Regions from separate parts of the Zea mays genome. Here region 2 is linked to region 1. A link is a contact called in public Hi-C data. All regions are on one chromosome and are shown on one strand. The core of a region is the stretch at or near the end of the contact, and the rest is flanking DNA. Distances in the headings are between cores, read along the strand shown.

Region 1 (7,434 bases), core at 2,079-4,578:
AAAGTGCGCGTGAGTAGTTTGTACGGCTCAGTTCAGTTCACTCGTCAAGTTTTTTTTATTCGCGTCAGTGGCATCCATGTCCGGATCATTATTACCTCACCCACACGCACGTAGACGTATGTCCTTGCATCATCAATGGATATGGATGGACGTACATACTCCCTCCGTTTTTTTTTATTAGTCGCTGGATAGTGCAAAATTGCACTATCCAGCGACTAATAAAAAGAAACGGAGGGAATGCCCCTCAAACGTGGGCCAATATGCCTCAAACCGCTTGATTATTATGATATATATATCCTTTCCTTGGCTAACAAGGAGATAGGGAGGAGCTTGTGCTCGTTGCACGACGACCTCGGTCAAAAAAGTCCAAGATCCACGCGTTCGTTCGTTCGTTCGTTGGCACCACCCATGTGGCGCCAAGATCATCGCGGCGAGGAAGAAAGCTCGGGCCGGCGCAGTGAGGAAACGCGACGACTTTTCCACCGTCTCGTCACCCCGAACGTCACCCTCCCCCTGCCGGACCGGATCCTCTGCGGCGTCCGTCGCCAGCCTCTGGGAAGCGCTTTCGCGCGCGGCGTGCGCAGTGGATCCCAATGATTGATCTGCCTGAGCCTGACCCACACAAAACGTGCAACTCCCTCGGTCCCTCCCTAGGTCTCTCTCCTGCTGCTTAACCGCCACCCCCCATGGTCAAGGCCGGGCAAGCAACTGTTCTCTGTTCATGCACCTGGTGCTGTATGTGGTGGATAATCTCCGCTTTCACATCTGCTTCGCGATCCTCGATCCTTCCTGTAAAAAAAATAAATAAAATACGGACGAACTTCCAGCACAGAATTCTCAGCTCCAGGGCCACGAGAAAGAGAAGAAAAAAAATTTTGGACCAGTGTGAGCAACGGCGATGGCAGAAATAGCAAAACGACGTGGCTGGTTCTGTAATGTGTATAGGCACGGCGTGGCTGGTTGTACAAGCTGCTAGGCGAATCGCATCTGTTGCTAGATCTCATTTGAGTGGTCTCAGTCAGATGGAAACGCAACATAGGAAAGAAAAGCAAGCGCGAACGGCACAAAGCGCCCGCCGCGCATGGATGGGATGCCCAGCCCAGCCCAGCCCAGGGAACAACGGACAGCAACTAGGAGGGGAGGGGAGCGGTTGCCCGCGCGGGGGCGATCAGAACAACGGATCGAATATGTGACGGGCGGACGGCCACGGCCACGCCCCCTGCCACAGCTCTTTCCGCCGCGAAACGCCGCGCGCCGCGGGCCAGACGAGACGCGCCGGGCCGGCCCCCCGCCGCGTCGCGTCGCGTTCGCGTCCGACCGCGGGGAACCAAGCGAGGCCACGCGACGGGAGAGGGGAGGTTCGCGTGCGCCGCGCGTGCCCACCAACCCGAGTCGCGCGGCACGGGAACGGGATCCTCTCCTCGGTCTTCCCCGCCACCGGGGGAAAAAAACAAAGGAAATGGTCGTGCGCGGTGCGCCGCGCCGCCGAAACGACACCTTATCGCACACGCGAAGGTTCGCCTGGTGCAGAAGCAACTGCGCCGAAATGTAAAAATGTGGGGCAATTCTACAGTACCGAAAACCGCCTTCGTTTCATGGATAACGCCCCCCGCGCGCGGCGTTGCCTCCTTTTCTGGTTGCTTTCGGGAAACATTTTCTCGTCGTGGCAGGGCAGGGCAGGGCAGGGCGGCAGGCGACGGCGCGAGGCTGTGCTGTGCTGCTCCGTTGCCTTGCCCCGGACGGATGTAATCAGAAGATATTCGTCAGGCATATGCTCACTGCTCTGGCTTTTTACATCTTGCTGATCGTGAAAGATTACGGCACAATGCTTCCTGGTTTGTGCTAACCCTCTGCTAGCCCCAGATAGGAACTGCTGGTGTCTGGTTGCTATGGTCCACCACGTTGCTCAACGGTCTCAGCATGTAACCACGTAGAGTGTCAAAACGCAAACGCTATGTGCTGGCGCTGGCCCACACATGAGGGTTGACGCACACGGTACAGTCAGCAAAGCAGCTACTAGTAGCTTTGCCACGAAAGAACACAGATGTGCAGGGCAAATTAATAAATGATACATTTCTGTATTTTTTTTATATAAGGGAAACATGAGTTCCTGTTTTAGCATGGTAATACATGCGTACACGCAACACAAGACAACTATTACATCCGAAAGAAACGTTGCTTGGATAATGAAACTAACTCAAAGAAGCAAAAAAATGACGAGAATGTGAATCACTCTAGTCATCATCAATTCTTGCATTTAAGCGTCATCCATGATTTGCAAAGACTTCTATCACCACGGCTTTCAACGCTTGACAAACATCAAGGATTTGTTGTTGTGATTCCGTCTTTTGTAGGAGTAATATTTTTTTTGTATCCTGGACCCCTATTGCTTCCCCAAAACCCGATTATATGATTAATGCCAACATGCTTGTCTATTTTTAAGGCAAAGTAAATTATTCTCCATATGTTTCTGACCATATAGCAGTCAAAAAAGAGATGGTGAATACACTCATTACAATTGCAAAAGCTATAAGTCAAGCTACCTTTCCAACGTCTTTTGGCTACATTATCTTTAGTAAGGATAGGTACTCGACCTAAATTCCAAAAAAAAGCCTTTTATTTTCAAGGGGAGCTTAAAGATGTGTTTTGTTTGGCTTTTAGCTTTTGCTTTGGCTAGCCAAACCAAAGGTCTAGATTCAGGAAGCAGCTTTTTCTAAATGCCGACTTTCTCGCAGTGCAAAACTGAAAGCATCCCTGAACCTGCTTTTAGTGGCTTTTGGATGAACTGTGAAAACATATATCGAAGAACTTTTAACGGCTTTTAGTGGTTTCCACCAAACGATTTTTAGCTTTTTAACAGCTCACACCCCACAACAGATTTTTCCACGGCTCACAGCCTACAGCAACTTTTTTTCACGGTCACAGTCCAACCAAACAAACCCTAAGTTTCTAGAGCTTCTTGTTCCGTCCGTTATTGGGATTGTTCGTAACTTTAGTTTCATTATCTGTATCTGGCACCCAAAAATAACTTTAGTTTTATTATCTGGCATCATTATAAATCTTTTGGATGTTAAATAAGAAAGATTTGAAGGTTGGATGCTAAATTGAAAAAGAGCAAATTTTTTTGTTTGTTTGTCGAATAAGAAATTCTATATGAGCAGATGGTTGCCCCACGTATACATTTTTTTTGTCACGCTTCACGCACCTGTAACCCAGACGCAGTCTGCTTCCTCGAAACTTCGCCTTCTCGGTTGCCTGCCTCCGCCGCCGCAGGCAGACACGTATATATAGGAGCGCAAACACCTTGCCCTGTCTAAGCGGCCACAACCTCCCAGCCGTCGCTAGTCGCTCGCTCCATCACCGATAACCAAGATCCCAAGACCTCCTCCAGCCTCCTCTGCTCTCGCGCCGGCACCCGCACGCATGGCTGCCTGTGTCGACAAGTGGCACCCCACGCACGCCGGCCGCCTCACCGGCGCCATCTACCGCTACTTGCCGGACGGCGCCACGGACCGCGCGGTGGCCGCCGCCGCCGCCGCGCCGGCGTCCGCGAGCGGCGGCGACGACGACGACGTCTGGGACGAGCTGCGCGCGGAGGCGCAGGCCGACGCGGACGCCGAGCCTCTGCTCCGCAAGTACTACGCCGACCTCGTCCTGTCGCGCCCGTCGCTGGAGGCCGCCCTCGCCGCGCACCTGTCGGCCAAGCTCTGCGTCCCCGGCGCGCTGCCGCAGGACGCGCTCCGGGACCTCCTGGCCGCCGCACTGGCCGCGCGCCCGGAGTCCGGCCGCGCCGCGCGCGCCGACCTCCGCGCGGCGCGCGACCGCGACGCGGCCTGCGGCCGGATGGTGCACTGCTTCCTCTACTACAAGGGCTTCCTCGCCCTGCAGGCGCACCGCGCCGCGCACGGGCTGTGGTGCGAGGGCCGCTCCGCGCCGGCCTTCCTCCTCCAGAGCCGCGCGTCCGAGGTGTTCGGCGTCGACATCCACCCCGGCGCGCGCATTGGCTCGGGGATCCTGTTCGACCACGCCACGGGCATCGTCATCGGCGAGACGGCCGTCGTTGGGAACGACGTCTCCATCCTGCACGGCGTCACCCTCGGCGGCACGGGAAAGGAGTCCGGCGACCGGCACCCGAAGGTCGGGGACGGGGTGCTGATCGGCGCCGGCGCCAGCGTGCTCGGCAATGTGCGCGTTGGAGCCGGGGCGAAGATTGGAGCAGGGGCGGTCGTGCTACGGGACGTGCCGGAGGGGACCACGGCCGTCGGGAACCCCGCCAAGGCGGTCGGGAAGAAGGCGGCGCCGCAGCGGCGGCCGGAAGAGCAGCCTGGGGTCACCATGGAGCAAGGGTGGTCGGACTACGTGATTTGATAACTTCCAGAGGGTCTGTTTGCAAATATTTAGTGCAGGAGAGTTTCCCTCCCAGAAGATATTTAGTCAAGTCGTTATTGAGAGATAGGTGCATTGCCGTTGCTGCATTGCATAAAGAGGGAGCTCAATTAGGCATTGAGCCCTAGAGCAACTCCATATTTTTCTTTGTTTTGCGTGAGGGGAATAACAATACTATATGCATCTGATAAGTTATCGGTTGCTTGTACATATACTTTCAAGCTATAAATTATTGTGTCCGCATGTTTCGTTTCTTCTCCTAAGGGCTAGTTTGGCAAACCGCATTTTTCTATGGGATTTTTAATTTTTCAAGGGAAAATAAACTAATTTCCCTTGAGAAAAGAAAAAAACCATTGAAAAAATGTGGTTTCCAAACTCCCTAAACTTATAAAACCCCAAGCAGGACATAAATGAGATGTTCGCTTTGAAGAATCACTAAATTCTAAATAAAGTGATGCATCATAGATCCATTCTTCAAATTTAGTGAGATGACCAGATGACCACATTCCTCATATTAGTACTAACTAAATGAGGAATGATTTGGTGATGGATCAACTCATTTCATTTCGCAAACCAAAAAAGAGTAAGAAGATGATAGACTAGCTCATTCTTTAAACCAAACACTCTAGAAGTCTATCCTGCAGGAGACTTTATAATTATACAGTACTCCACTATCCATGTACAGACTTTGACCAAGTAGAGTTGGATATATAAGCCTCTGCTTCAACCAGTAACGGAACATATTCGGTAAGCAGATTTGATAGTTGACTCATGGTCATGATGACTGCTTCAAACCACTAGAGCATAGATATTGAATAGCATGTTTTAATCATGTATTATGTTTTGGATTTGATATAGACTAGTTCAAGTCCATATTGTATTTATACGCCTTCGTGAGTAGTAGTTCTCAATCCAATGGATCAACGCAACACCAAGCAAACTCAAGATTAGACTATCGGTGATTCTTCCAAGCGTCTCTATACATTTACATGGTAACTCTATTAGTGTGTATGAATTTCTATTGTAGCTTGTGCATACTGATGTCTGGAGCCTAACGCTAGAATCAGTAGGTCAAAAAATATCATGTAAATGGTGTTGATGATTATAATAAGTTTACTTAGGTACATCTTATAAAGTTTAAGTTTAAAGTTTTTTAGAAATTTTAAGAGTTTCAGACTCTTACAGAGAGATAGCTTAATCGTCTGATTATTGTCGTATAATCAGACTCACGAAGCAAATATTAAATAGCTTAATTCATTCTTTACTAAGCTTAGTATCTCCCATCATGTGTTATGTCCTCACGTGGATCCGTAAAATGGTATTATGGAACACAAACATCGTCACATAGTTGAAGTTGGCTTGACCATTCTCTCCCATGCATCTATGCCTCTTAAATATTGGTATGGAGCCTTTCTTGATTATGAATATTTGATTAATCACCTTGCTTATAAACTAATCCAAAATTCTAGCCCCTTAGAGTGTCTGCATAGTCAAAAATCATATTACTCTTTATTGCGCACCACTAGGTGTGCTTGCTGGCCCAATTAATGTTCATCCTTACAATACTAATGAACTCCAATTTAGATCAGAACAATGTATTCTCTTGGTTATAAGATATTTGTAAAGGCTACAAGTGTCTGAATGTTCCTACTAGATGTGTTTACATATCTTGTGACATTTTCTTTGGTGAAGAGGGTTTTCGTTTTTCCAAATTAAGTTAAGATATAGGTCCTCGCCTTCACTCAGAAATTTAGTTCCCTACTTTGATAAATTCATTCATGGGACATAGAGAAGATTATGGAGTAGGTCGGTATACTAATCTTATTTCTAATTATGTAAACTAGGAAGAACTCCAGGTACATAATAGAGGTACAACAGTCTAGGAAGGATCACTTGTCCAAAGTTAAAATTGCACTGAACCCAAAGAGGTTTTCATACCAAATCCTACGCTAACAGCATCGGGATTGGTGCATATACCAACTTTGGTTCTCATGCCGTGTAGTGAGGCCGGAGACTCCCATGCACAACCCACCTCTACAACATCTCTAGAACTCACATGCTCGAGTTTAACCCTCTATACTTTTACACAAACTATCGTAGCCACATCTGAAAATTGACTGGCCAGCAACAAATACTTAAACTACCGTAGCCACATCTGAAAATTGAGTGGCCAGAAACAAATCAGCAGTTACATCGCCACTTGACTGCTTGTCTTGGCCCAAACGAAATCAGCACCTTGAGCAGTAGCATTTCGGCATCTGAATTGGAGAAACGTGAGGTGCTAGGCAGAGAGACAAGTACTACTAGTTGAGACTTGAGAATTGAGAATCTTGGCGAAAGAGGTCAGCCTGCCCCGCACCCCTAGTAGGCGTGGCTGATGGCTACCCGCTTACCCGTACCGGATGAGGGGGGATCGATGTCGCAGTCCGTAGCTTTTATTCGAAAGCGGAGGAGCGAGGAATTCAAGAGATATTGTGGAAGATTTCAGCAAAGTCAGCTGTGAGGACGGTAGAGTAGCATTGTAGGTTATTTGTTGCTTGGGTGCACTGCCTTGGATTGAATGCTGATTCTCTGCATTCGAGAGGAATGGAGTGACGAGGTCGCCAGAACGGGTAGTAGGATCATTGGACGGCCCGCCGGGGAGGAATCTCGGCACACGGCACTAGCCAAGTGATCACCGCCATGAAGGTCGTTATTAGGGATAGGGATTGGAAAGCCAAGATGCGCGTGGAAAGCCAAGTGATCATTGGACGGCTCGCATGTGCGGAGAACGGGGACAGAGCCGTGGGGAGAGAAACAGATTTGATTTGGGTGCAAGTTGGGCTGTGCCGGCGCCGACCTTCCTTCCGGTCGTTAGCGAGTCGTGTGCTGACCAGTGATCAACTGCATCGCGACGGCCCATGCGTGTCATCAAGATGCGGCCCACACGCACGCGTACCTAAAGAGAGCAGCCCATAATCATTAATTCAGATTTGCTTTTGGTTCTTTAATTTTTTTTGCTCTTTTTATTTCCTTTATCATTTTGTTTTGTGTTTCCTCTTTTTATTT
Region 2 (7,434 bases), core at 2,366-4,865, 140 kb after region 1:
GAGAAGAATAAGCATTTGAATCATACCAGAGCTGATCTATCATGCAGTGAGGATGGTGACAACATTTTTTCGGATATGAGTTCATCGATATACCATAATATGGTTGGGACTGAGAAGCCCCGTTTGTCGTCAATGTTTTTGACGCAGTTATTTTAGTGCCCAATTTATATGACAAAAAATCAGGTATATGAGTATTTTCTAATACATGTGTCATCCTCTCTATATCCTCTGTGATACTTTCAATCCGATTATCAAGAGAAATTTTAGTAGATGGAATATCATCGGTTGACCTGGCATCACCTATCGTGGGGAGCTGTTGCAGCACGGCTAACATGTACTCGACGTTTATTTCCCTCCCTTCGACGGTCTTCTGGTGGCAATCTACCCTGAAGTGAGAGAACCACTTATCCGCCAACTTGAGCACCTGATCCCATTTAGAGATGGCAATGGGTAAATACCCACCGGGTATTACTACCCCATACCCATACCCACGACACAAAAATAACCCCACCGAATCACACATATACACTAGCGGGTATGGATTTACCCCCATACCTATACCCATGTGGGTATGGGTCACCCATCGGGTCACCCGTACCCATAAAAATTAAACAACTATCAAAATATTATACTATACAAATGTCAAGTATATCCATATAAATACCATCACAAATTTTTCTAGCATCATTTAACCATCCATTCAACACACCAAAGATAATTGGATAAAGTAGTAACACTGATAGTACTACATAGCACATTACATGGTCATTAAATTGTTGTTAAATAGTAAAAAAGTTGGATGACTAAAGTCCAAGTTCATGCTTTGGTAAGTTTATATTAGGTATTTTATACCCACGGGTTAACGGGTATGGGTGAAGGCGGAACGTTCTAATACCCGTTTACCCATTGGGTGAAGGTTTTTGTCCAATAACAGACCCACGGGTATAATATTTAGCCCACATATATACCCTAATAGAGTAAATACCCATCGGGTATCGGGTCGCGGGTACCCATTGCCATCTCTAATCCCATTGTCGTTGGACCTACTCGTCTATTTTCTTCATGTCATCTTTTAATTTTTTATGCTTAGCGACCGATATATTAGTCAGCCTTGTGTCGCTGTTTGGAGAAGCACCGTTGAGATCTTTAGAATCGGTCATTTAAGCCTGATTTTATAGATCTACAACCTCTTCCCCAGCGGAGTGGCCAAAAAGTTTGTTGACACCCTTTTGGTCACCAAACATTATAATGAACCGACTGGTGATACTTAGCACCTTTAGACGATGTAGGATCAAATAAAGTGGTTATACTGAAGGTGGGACAACACATCTATGATGGTCACCACCTATTTGAGACCAAACAGCAATGAACCCTAGGACCTTCTCGTGATGAGCAATACCTTGGGTTCGGTTCCGCGAGGTGAACAGTGGTGTCGTTCTGCGACAGGTCGTCGGGTCACTTGGCGGTGCTCGCTACGGGGGCTCAGATGGTCCGCGGCTCTGAGCGGACGATCCGTGACCTAGCGGCAGGAGCGGCTTCTTCCCTGCGCGCAGTTCGGACGGTCTGCGCTCTAGGCCAGATTGTCCGCGATGGCGTAGGATCTTCTTCTTCTCCTTGTAGGATCTAGACCCCCCTAGGGAGAGACCTTAGGGTGCTCCGGATCAGCAGGTCACCTAGGGCGTCCCTAGACGACGCAGAGGCGCCTAGGAATTAAGAGATCAATTCGAGAAAGAGATCTTGATAGAAGTAGACAAAGTAGATCTTACCCCTTAGGAGGGGTAAAAATTATAGGGTCGTCCTAGGGTCGGCAGGCCACCGCAGGACGGATCTAGACGACGTAGAGTTGAATAGGGGTAGAGGTGTATATGCGGAAGACTGCAACTAAAGCTACGCTACATCTACTCCTATGGCAGGAAAGGTAAATAAAGTACATATATTCGATTAGAATGTGTTCGTGGGTTCTCAATCGGTCGTACCCCTTTATATTTATAGGGGATGAGGTTTGGACATGTTACTGGGAGATAGCCAACAACTCCCACGTAATTAGATAGATAACCACACACGAGATAAGAATAATCATCTGAGTTAATCTAATCGCAGGACATGCGGACTGTCTGAGCCCAACGACCGAACTGTCCGCCACTTTTGGTGCTCAACAAGATCTAATTTTTGTAGGTGTTTTTAGTGGACAGGAATATATGCCAACTGGAGAGCTGTTAGCCGCTGCTCTACGCTTGTCGTTTCAACATAATCCACTAGCTAGCTGAATATATATATTTGAGACACAGATCGTCCGCACGCAACGGGGCACGCGCTGATCCCGGCGTGAAATTGTGTTGCTGCATGCGGACCACACCATCAGTTTCAGTTCACGCACGTCGAGTAGTATCAATCAATCGACGTGCTCCCGTCGTCGTCTTCGTCCACCTCTCTGCTGCCCCGTCGACCGCACCGCACTCATCACCTGCGTGCGTGAAAGGGTTGCTGATTGGTCGTAGAGCATACTCATGGCTACGTTGCCTGCTCATTTTCGGCTTGGGTCCACCGTACGCGTAGCTCCACGTTACCCGCCCTAGCTAGCTCATGTTTCCCTTTTCTCTTTTTTGATCGATGCGACGCTGCCTCTCTGAACGTATTACGTATGGAGTTTTTCATTTTGTCTGCTTGCTTGCATGCACTAGTATTCGTCGGCACATCCGATCCCACTGATATCGAGCTTCTTCCGTAGTGTGCCGGATCGGACGCAGTATTGGTCCTAAGCTTGCAAACTGGAGATTTATAAATTGCCGAGATAGTTTTGCAAAGAGTTGTAAACCATATATGCATGCAAAGTGTACTGCACTAGTCCACTAGCTTCGTTCCATTGATCGAGCGGGCCACACTGATCTGAGACAAAGAGGAAAATCCTAGCGCATTGAATGGTGCTAGCTATAGCGAGCGCCTTTTTCTTTCTTCTTCTTCAAAAGTCTGCAACAAGAGAGTGTGCACATGCAGCTGCGTGCTGCATTGGAGTACCTACCGTCAGTCGATCAAACAGTCGCTGCTGTAGGTCATCGTGATCCGGACGGGCGGGATCCAAGGGACGTTCCCGTACTCCTGCCGCCCGCCCGCGCGCGCATGCATGCACGCACGCAGATCGCAGAAGCATGTCATCGAACAGGCGGGCCGTGCCAAGAGCCTTAAATTAGGGATGCAAGAAGCCTACAACGATGATCAATGCGAGGCGGCCGTGTGCGCTCGGCTAGACGCGGTCGGTCCCCCCTCCCCCTGGCCATTTCCCCCTGTTGTGTTCGCCTCGTGACGAGGAAGAACCGTGCAATTCTCTGCTGTGTCTGCGGCGTGGTCGCCCTGAACTGAACCTCAGAGCTCTCTGACCGACCGGCGAGGAGGCCAAGCATGCATGCAGGCAGGCCTGCTGGCGAGCGCCGCTCTCCTCTTGACTCCGGCCGATCCACCACCCGTCCATCCATCCACGATCCATACTCGAATCCATCGCTCCGCTTGTCGCCGGCCGGCAGTGGCGCCGCGTTTCGGGGGCCCTCCCACGTGACTGACGTGAGGGCTGGCTTGGATGGATGCATCCCCCTGCGTCTGCACGGCCGCTCCTAATTAATCGCCCTAGCTAGGGGCTTTGCGTTTGTGCTGGCATCCTCTGTTTGCTGGCTGCCGCGACATGCCACAGCTAGCTGCTGCCTCGCCAGCGCCAGAACTAGCGTTTGGAAGGATTAGCGCGCGCGGAAGAGTCAACTGCATCTGCGCGTGTAAATATATGTGTCGCTGCATCTGCTTGTGTCGTAGCTGTTGTTGTTCTTGCATTGCATATGGATGGCATATGCAACTGCAGAGACAGCTGGGGAGCGAGGAGGAGTATACACGTACGTTCTCGCCTCTCGGACCGAATTTTTTGTATTTTAGCCCTTAAACAGAAGTAAAATCACGTTTAGACGTAAAAAAATTTTAAATGCAGTTTTGGACCCTTTGCTCGGCGCCATAGCCTATGGCGCCGAGCTAACACAGCTCGGCGCCATAGGCTATGGCGCCGAGGTCGTGTTGCGTTGGCACAACCCAGACGCGTGGCGTCGACGTGGAACCGAGCTCGGCGCCACAGATCTTGGCGCCGAGCTCGGTTGTGTTATTAAAATATTTGTTGCAGACATGAGCACAAAGCCCATCTAGCCCACTTGGTAGAGCACAAGGCTTCTAACCATGTGGTCGTGGGTTCAAGCCCCATAGTTTGCATTTTTTTTGTTTTTTTTGTTTATGTCGTTGGTGTGTCCGCTTAAATTTATTTCTCGCCTAGATTTTTTTTCACAATTGAAAAAATCGACCCAAAATATATGCTCATGTACTGATCGGCCAATATCTCTGTATGTGAAAGGTTGTGGAGAATAATAATAAGTAGGGCATGCTGTTTATCAAAGCAAATGTATATAAGGAAGAAAAAAATGTATAAAAATAGTTATAGTGATTTAGAAATAGTTAATGATTCGTAATGCAAAATTGTTTTCTATATTTTTACTAAGTTAGATTTTGTTCAAGAAATTTGTTCTTAACCTTTTTTAGCTACATGAAAAGCTCACTAAATTACTAAATGTTTTTTTTAAATTATTGGAGATGCACTAAGCTCTGCGGATTTTAATTTGCAAGATGAAAACATGCATGCCATGCATTCGGTCTTTTTAAAAAAGTAGTAAAATTTTGAATAATGCACGGATGACATTTTATAAAATTACTACATTGCTTTTGTATTGCACATGCATGATTTGAGCTAGTCGATTATTTACGCGCATTTTAAATTCGGAAACTGTAGATTGAAATGCGCGCGCATGCAGTGCAAGATGGAAGGCAATACTAGGCACAACGACATAAAAAAAATCTAGGCGAGAAATAAATTTAAGCGGACACACCAACGACATAAACAAAAAAAAACAAAAAAAATGCAAACTATGGGGTTTGAACCCACGACCACATGGTTAGAAGCCTTATGCTCTACCAAGTGGGCTAGATGGGCTTTGTGCTCATGTATGCAACAAATATTTTAATAACACAACCGAGCTCGGCGCCAAGATCTGTGGCGCCGAGCTCGGTTCCACGTCGACGCCACGCGTCTGGGTTGTGCCAACGCAACACGACCTCGGCGCCATAGCCTATGGCGCCGAGCTGTGTTAGCTCGGCGCCATAGGCTATGGCGCCGAGCAAAGGGTCCAAAACTGCATTTAAAATTTTTTTAGGTCTAAACGTGATTTTACTTCTGTTTAAGGGCTAAAATACAAAAAATTCGGCCTCTCGGAATGGGGGCATGCAACGTATGTATAACCTAACCGGTTCCGGTTCCGGCGAAAAAACCCACGCGTCCTTTCCTTTTGCACCGGGACGAGCAGCAAGCAAACAAACCGGAAAATGGCGGCACATAACGACCCAAAAAAAAGTCTGCAACCCCTGCATGCATGCATGCATTGCATGCATACAGCTGGTGGTATTAAAGAGTTGTTTGAATATACTAGAATTAATAGTTAGTTAGCTAAAAATTATTAGTAGAATTAGTTAGCTATTAACTAATTTAACAAAAATAGCTAATAGCTAAATTATTAGCTAGGATGTTTGAATATTTCAACTAATTTTAGTCACAAACTATTAGTTCTAGTCCATTCAACACCAAGCCAGCTATGTGGCGAGCCAGCCAGAGCACAAGTAGTATATCCAAGCATACAAAAATCTGTTCGAAACGGCTCTACGGTGGATTTGCTAGGCCGGCCTAACAACCAACCAACCATAGCCCAACAAACAGCCCATCAATGGGAGTCTGTATGCCAGACCCTTCGTCCTCTTCGAAGCTGCTGAGCATCAAGAGCACACGCGGCCGGGATGGTGGTGCGCCTGGCCGGCCAGGTGGCGGCGGCGCACAGTGACGGAGCCAGAAATTTTTTTAGAATGGGCTCAACTAAATTACTGTAGTATAGAAGTTCCTTCTACATTGTATATGTACGCTAAAAATCTTAGAAGAGACACTATGGACTAGGCAGCAGTAAGAGGGGCTCGAGCCCCGTCTGCCCCACTGCTGCCTCCAATATGGAGTAAGGAATTTTGCTGATTAGGCTGTGTATATAGTGATATAGAGTAGAGATTTGGAGTAACCTGCACTGCCGATAGCCGAACACCCTACTTGTCTCACCATAGACGAGCTGTCCCATAGCTGCTCCGGTTATAATTGCTGGCATGAACAGAGAACTATCCTATCTTTGCAACACATAGTCATCTACTCATATACGTACAGTAGTCAGCACTCAGCAGTGGTAGTATTAGTATCAAAGAAGGAATGATTGCGGTCATATGCAATGGCAGTATGGCATGACACACGACACGAGCGCCAGGGACTAGGCGATCGGTCCCAGCCGCCAGCGCAACCGCGCCGCAGGGTTCCGAACACATGCAACTCCCGCGGAACAGGGGAAAAGCTGAAAAGCGGGCTGATCATAGATAGACACAGGGAGAGAGGGAGAGGGACGAGGCATGGAAACAAAAGGAAGATTCCACGGCGAGGTGATTTTACCCCGCTCGTGACTTCTCGATCGCGCTCGCGCGCACCGCCCCGTGAATCGCCCATGCAGCGTGGTGCACAGGGCACAGCGAGCCGCCGCTGCGCGGGAGCCGGAGCCCACGCGCTGGCATTCGCCGCCGGCCATGCATGCATGGTATTGATCGGTGGGTCGCTTTTTTGTGCGGGGGCAGCGGGGGCCTGATCAGCCGAGAGCAGTGGTGACTGGTGAGCAGGTCGCTTCCTTCCAGCCACGTTCGCTCCAGGCGGCCGATCATTGCTGTGACTCTGTGACTGCAGAGATGCGCGGTCACTAATCAGTGAGTAATGATTTTACCCCAATCATCACTCACTGATTAGACCAACTCCAGCAGCTAGGGATGTTCCTAAAACATCCGAATTGTATCACAAATCTAATATTTTAGCATAGATATACATATAATTTAAAGCTAATTTTTGGCAATGTTATGAAGAATATTATAAAGTATTTAAATAAATTTTTGTATACTTTTTTATGTACATTATTTTCTCCCTACAACAAAAAAGGTGAAAAAACATCCGAATCCGTATTCGGATAGACATCCGAATTTTATATCAATTATTTAAAAATATCTAGAACGAATTTAATGTTTATTTTTTGTGAAGATTAATAACCTCAATGCTAAAAATAAGAATATAAATTTACATAGCAAATTCTATATGTTATTTGTTCACAATCGAAGAAAGAAGACTAAAAAATTGACATCCGAATAAATATCCGGATCCATCCCTACCAGCAGCACTCCGCATGCGGCTCTGTATCCCTATTTTGCGGAGCCTAGCACACTATTCATCAGTCCAGCAGGCTCCGCATCCGGCTCCGTAAAACGCACGGCCTGTACCTGCGCTCCCCATTTCCA

Evidence for each region. Hi-C and Micro-C count contacts between places; a contact is called where the count stands out from the background.
Region 2: a contact with region 1 is called in a Hi-C map of ear, with 3 times the contacts expected there. The contact joins the enhancer-like site here to the promoter of LOC541959 in region 1. A contact is called at or near these places in 5 of 25 Hi-C or Micro-C datasets (ear, endosperm, leaf and 1 more).

The regions. Positions count from the first base shown.
Region 1 is chr1:24,195,318-24,202,751 of Zm-B73-REFERENCE-NAM-5.0, forward strand. LOC541959 (serine acetyltransferase 2) reads left to right here and starts at 3,329. Exons shown (of 1, transcript NM_001111613.2): 1 at 3,329-4,593. The coding sequence starts at 3,424. The coding sequence ends at 4,368. LOC111590584 (a long non-coding RNA gene) reads right to left here and starts at 7,201. Exons shown (of 2, transcript XR_002749720.2): 1 at 6,786-7,201; 2 at 6,198-6,644.
Region 2 is chr1:24,334,281-24,341,714 of Zm-B73-REFERENCE-NAM-5.0, forward strand. No RefSeq gene overlaps it. Among protein-coding and RNA genes, the nearest start is that of LOC100281285, 16 kb to the right of the region's middle. Within about 2 kb of position 3,616, at least 14 of the 20 cell types and tissues checked have an H3K27ac peak or open chromatin away from gene starts, as enhancers often do. A contact at or near this core is called in ear and endosperm, where this site is marked.